2 separate regions of the Eptesicus fuscus genome follow, and region 1 is linked to region 2. Evidence: chromatin contacts called from public Hi-C data. All regions are on one chromosome and are shown on one strand. The core of a region is the stretch at or near the end of the contact, and the rest is flanking DNA. Distances in the headings are between cores, read along the strand shown.

Evidence for each region. A called contact is a pair of places that touch in the nucleus more often than the background predicts.
Region 1: a Hi-C map of liver shows a contact between it and region 2, with 4 times the contacts expected there. The contact joins the promoter of LOC129151662 here to the promoter of MTAP in region 2. A contact is called at or near these places in 2 of 2 Hi-C or Micro-C datasets (liver and muscle).

The regions. Positions count from the first base shown.
Region 1 is chr15:17,132,561-17,135,260 of DD_ASM_mEF_20220401, reverse strand. It overlaps LOC129151662 (interferon omega-2-like), which reads left to right and starts at 1,408. Exons shown (of 1, transcript XM_054727361.1): 1 at 1,408-1,995. The coding sequence starts at 1,408. The coding sequence ends at 1,995. LOC129151670 (interferon omega-2-like) reads left to right here. Exons shown (of 1, transcript XM_054727377.1): 1 at 1-101. The coding sequence ends at 101.
Region 2 is chr15:16,829,256-16,832,173 of DD_ASM_mEF_20220401, reverse strand. MTAP (methylthioadenosine phosphorylase) reads left to right here and starts at 1,369. Exons shown (of 7, transcript XM_054727408.1): 1 at 1,369-1,493. The coding sequence starts at 1,461.

The sequences.
Region 1 (2,700 bases), core at 159-2,658, 300 kb before region 2:
CCTGGGAAGTTGTCAGAGTGGAAATCATGAGATCCTTCTCCTCAACAAGAGCCTTGCAAGAAAGGCTGAGAAATAAGGATGGAGACCAGGGGTCACCTTGAAACAATTCTCATTGATGAATGTGCCACATCATGTTTACACATATTTCTTGGGTCACGTCAAAAGGCTCTTATTTCTGCTTTAGTCACAGAATTTAAGTTTTATTCAGCAAATCTTTTCTCAGATTATTAAGCATGAAAACGTTACAAAATTTAGCTTCTGGGATATTAGTCCCTAAAAAATACCTGCCCTGATGTTATTTATTTATTGTTTATTTATTATTTATTATTTATTTATGTATTTATATAATCAATATTTGATCTCAACATGTATTAATATTTACAACACATTTTACTCTTTTGTCAATCAGTTTGCGTTTTGCTTTATTAAATTCTTATCAAAGAAATCTGAGCTCTTTGATTCTGAAAACCTAAATCCTTATTTTGTTCTATATAAATCTATCTTAGATTAAGATTTGTCTATTAAGTCCTATAGAACAGTTCCACCATTAGTCAGAAAATGCCTATCAAAAGCTGGAAAAGCATGGAACTGAGAAGCATCGTGGAAAATATGGAAGACGTTCAGTACTTATACCTGAGTTGAAAACTGATTTATAGTCCATGGAGAAGTGGGTAGAAAAATCCAAGAGGAGTCATCTAGAGTGGAGCAGGAAAGACACATGGTATTTGTTGGCTTATCCTGGCAGCTCTACTCTTCCTCTCCTCCTCTCCCCAGTCCTGCTTTACTGAGGGCATTCCCTCCTGTACACCATCCCTTGGCTCCCCCACCTTACTGCCCACTCCCCCAGGTGCTCTGGTTCTGCTGTGTTTCAGCTTCAAGGATTCTACTTAGAGTAAAAGCCAAAGGAAAAGAGCAAAGCGAGGGAAGCCCGGGTCCTGGGTGCCAGAGGGAAGCTGGTGCCGGCAGCCGGGAGGGAAGGAAGGCCTACTCTTGCACGAATTTTGTGCATCAGGCTTCTAGTCTATATATAAATACACGTGTGTAATTTTTATTTTATTTTTTTAAAATATATTTTATTGATTTTTTACAGAGAGGAAGAGAGAAGGATAGAGAGTTAGAAACATCGATGAGAGAGAAGCATCAATCAGCTGCCTCTTGCACGCCCCCTACTGGGGATGTGCCCACAACCAAGGTACATGCCCTTGACCGGAATCAAACCTGGGACCCTTGAGTCCGTAGGCCGACGCTCCATCCACTGAGCCAAACCGGTTTCGGCACACGTATATAATTTTTAGTTTTGTTCATTTTGTTTTGACATATTGTGTGAAAAATCTCTTAGCCAGCCCTGTTCTTTCACTTTGTCCAAGACGCCCAGCTTAGCCAGGCCAGCAGCACCCTCCTTTGCCCATGGCCCTCCTGCTCTCGCTACTCACGGCCCTGGTGCTGTTCAGCTCTGGCCCCGGTGGAGCTCTGGGCTGTGACCCGCCTCAGGACCACGTCCTGCTCAGCAGGGAGAACTTAGTGCTTCTGAGCCACATGAGCACCATCTCCCCTCTCTTCTGTCTGAAGGACAGAAAGCACTTCAGCTTCCCCCGGGCAACGGTGGATGGCAGCCAGGTCCAGAAGGCCCAGGCCATCTCTGTCCTCCACGAGATGCTCCAGCAGATCTCCGACCTCTTGCCCACAGACAACTCCTCTGTCACCTGGAACATGACCCTCGTGGACCAACTGCGCACAGGACTCCATCGGCAGCTGGAAGACCTGGACACCTGTTGGGCGCGGGAGATGGGAGAGGAGGGATCTGCCCTGGCCACGCAGGGCCCTACCCTGGCCTTGAAGAGGTACTTCCAGGGCCTCCGTCTCTACCTGAAGGAGAAGAAATACAGTGACTGCGCCTGGGAAGTTGTCAGAGTGGAAATCATGAGATCCTTCTCCTCAACAAGAGCCTTGCAAGAAAGGTTAAGATATAAGGATGGAGATGTGAGGTCACCATGAAATAATTCTCAGTGATGAATGTGCCAGACCACCTTTGCCCATATGTCTTAGGTCATGTCAAAAGGCTCTTATGTCTGCTGTAGTCACAGATTTTATTAAATTTTATTCAGAAAATATTTCATCAGTACTTTTGAGCAAGAATATGTTAAAAATTTCAGTTCAAGTCTTATCAGTCCCTAGGAGGTTACTGTCCCACTGCTTGTTTATCTATCTATCTATCTATATCTATCTATCTATATCTATCTATCCATCTATCTATGTATCTATCTTTGTTTGTTTATTTAATCTATTTTTTCTTGCACCTATCATATTTATAATATCCAAAAGTCAAATATAATTACATTATATTTAAATTTATAAAATATACTTACCTCTCCATGTTTTTTAGTTTGCAATTTGTTTTATTTATTAAATTCTTATCAAAGAAAACTTATTGAATTTGTTTATTATAAAATCAAAATCCTCAATGTGCAAATGATATTGAAGTATGAGTGGTAAAAATTTATTTACTCATTCATTCTATTCAGATTCTATATATATAAGTTGCGTATCTAAATGACATATCATGTAATTGCGGTCAAGAAATACAGGTTAACAAAATAAGTATGTATGGCTCCTATTGTTGATAATTTGTGTTACAGGAAAGGAGACATAAAATAGTACTAACGTTTATTTTATCTCTATTGTATTAAACACTGCGAAGGA
Region 2 (2,918 bases), core at 120-2,619:
CATAAAGACTCCTTTTATGGCATTCTTTAAGCTTGTCCAAAGCAGAATACAAATCATTGAAAATCCTCCCTAAGCTTATTTCTTAAGAAATCTGATTACCTGATAATTGTTGTCAAAAATAGTGTGGTCACCACTAATGAGTCAAGGCACTCAACCAAGTTAAAGGAACAGCTCCAGGGTGTGCCAACCCAAAGGGCAATGAAGTATCATGATAGAAAACCAAATATTTATGTAAATCACTCTGTAAATGTTTTATAAAAACTGTGGAGTCTTGCCATGTGAACTATAAATTACCAAACCTGAAGTTGTTTATTGCTTGTAACTGGGCATCTCGAACCTACAAAAACCTTCTTCCCCTTGAAGCCAATGACCCTGAGACAGGCTCAGGAGTACATTTGGCAGCCGTTCATCTGATCCTGACTCCCCTCCTCAAGTCCTACTTGTCCAACTCCCTTGTCTCTGCACTGTAAATTTACTACCCAGTGATGGCATGGAGGCTTTTAAACCTGAATGTACACCAATTCACACATCTCTGAGGATTTTATGCCTACCTGGGAATTTAAAGGGGCAGCAATTTTTAAATTTTATTATTATGACTATTAATTTTCTTATTGCCCTCTTAAGATATTTTTTGACAATGTTCTGCTCTATCCAGAGTGGCTGCTTGTTCATAGAACTTTTAACTTTTCCCCTCAGCTTCCAATGCCAGACTCTCATCCACTGACAAAGTGGCCAAATGTACCTTTGTATCTGTGATCCAGGAGGATCATATGTGTGTGTGTGTGTGTGTGTGTTGGCGGTGACCAGCCAATGTGAAATGATGAAGACAGGAGCCTGGAGTCTGAATCTAGGTGGACTGGATGCTGCCCCGTGGGAGGGGTTAAAGACGGTGCTGGCCCTGTCAAGTCAGGCTGAGTGAGGCGCGGTCTCAGCCTAGTAAGAGCCTCCCCCCAAACTGGAGATGAGTAAGCCGCAGTCCGCTCCCTCTGCTGCTGATCCTCTCTCCCGCGAGAGCTGCACGCAGGCCAGCCTGCTTTCACAGATGAGCCAGCAATACTTGGCAGAGCGGGGTGCTGCTCTTCCCTGTGGGGTTCTTGGGAAAGTTAACGCGGCTGATTCAAGTGCACAGCAGAGTCTGGCACCAATCAAGCGCTCAACAAACGGTCTCCACTAGTATCGTTGTTATAAACCCGTTAGTTACCTCGGGGATGGGGAAACACCCAAACCCACGGAGAACCGGAAAAGTCTGCACCCGGGGCGGGACGCGGGAACCACGATTTGAGGAGGGGGGCGGCGGGGGAGAGCCCACGCCAGCAGCCAATCCAGCTGTCCCGGGGAGGAAGAGGAGGAGTCAGAGCCACTCCGGACCCGCATTGCTCGGTCCCGCGCCGCGCGCTCGATCCGGCTGCGCGTCTCTCCCCCACGGCGTGCCCATCCCGAAGCCTCCTCCCGGCGCAGACATGGCCTCAGGTGCCACCCCCACAGCCGTGAAGGTGAGATTAGCCGTCCTGGCGGCTACAGTCCGCCCCTGCCCGCTGCGCTCTCGCTCCCGCCCGGGGGGACCGCGCATCGGGGGCGTGCGCCCTGCGTGGGTGCCCTGCCAGTGCGCCCCCGCCGAGGCGGGAAAGGTCTAGGGCACTGCACCAGGACGGGTTCGCCCAGGGGCGGGGAGCGGGCGGGAGGGAAAGCTTGCAAGCTCGCCCCCTCCACCTTTGGTCTCGGCTGCACCCTCACCGTGCAGGGTGTGGGCAAGCCCTTTGGAGAGGGGCTGTGGGCAGAGCTCCGCCGCGCGCCAGCCTTTCCCGAGTGGTCCTGCTTTTCCCGGAGATGCGCTCGGCTGGGGCTAGCAGTGTGCCTGCAGCTCTGAGCCCGTCTCCTCGTGCTTCCGCTCTGATTCCGCTTTCTGCCCGCGGCCCACGTGGGAGAACTGCGTGTTTGCTCTTTTACAAGCTTCCGGCTTTTTTTTTTTTTTTCTTCCAAACGTAGGCCTTGCCCTGAAGTGTCCCCTGCAGCTCGTTGCTTCAGGCATTCTGACTTCTGCAGCGCCGACCTGGAGTACAGGCAGCTCCCTCTTTGGAGGCCTCTGGCTTTGAACTGCTTTGTTTGTGATCATGAAAGTCAGAGATCGGTTGCCTTGTGCTCTAGCACTTGTACAGGTCTCCTCTGTACAGGAGACCTTTGTGCGGTGGGATCCTTAGCCAGAGGAGAGTACGAGTTCTGAGCCCCCTCTTCCCCCCCCCCCCCCCCCCCCCCAGCTTCCCAGGGGCTTAAACTCCTCTGGCCTGGCTGGTGTCCTGGGAGAGTGTAGAGTTACAGTGCATAAAGAAAAATTGATAAAACTTAAGATCTCTTCTCTGTTTATGATTGGCTAGGAAGTCAGATAACTTGAGAAATTCTTGGCCTATGGGGTAGGGAGGAGGCCCGCCTCCTTTACCCAGGTATCTCTGGGTTCCTCGCTTTGTGTTCACTTCTCTCGGGGAGAAGGCAAATCTCTGCTGTCTCCGTGTAATCAGTCACAGCGATGATTCGTTTATTAGGCCCGTGCAGCTTTTCACGAGGCAGTTATGACAGGGAGTGGGGTGGGGAGTGTGGCAGTCACACTTAGATTTGTAACTCCTTTGGTCATTTTGAAAAGAATATTGCATTCAAAAATATCTGCGGAACACGCCTCCCTTACCAGTAAGGGGGGGGGGGGGAGGCAGAAAGAGTTTTAAGGAAGCTCATGTGCTAAGCGAGTTCCTTAGGTGCCCCTCTGTAAAGTGGGGGTTTACCGCAGGGTTTGCTGGGGTGTGGAAACTTGTTCAATGGTAGTGTATTTAAGTGGGGGAGCAGAGATTCATTTTGAATATCTTTTCCCCAACAATTCACTAATGATAGGTGTCGTGGCCACCGCTTTCAGTGGGCAGGCAGGAAATCTT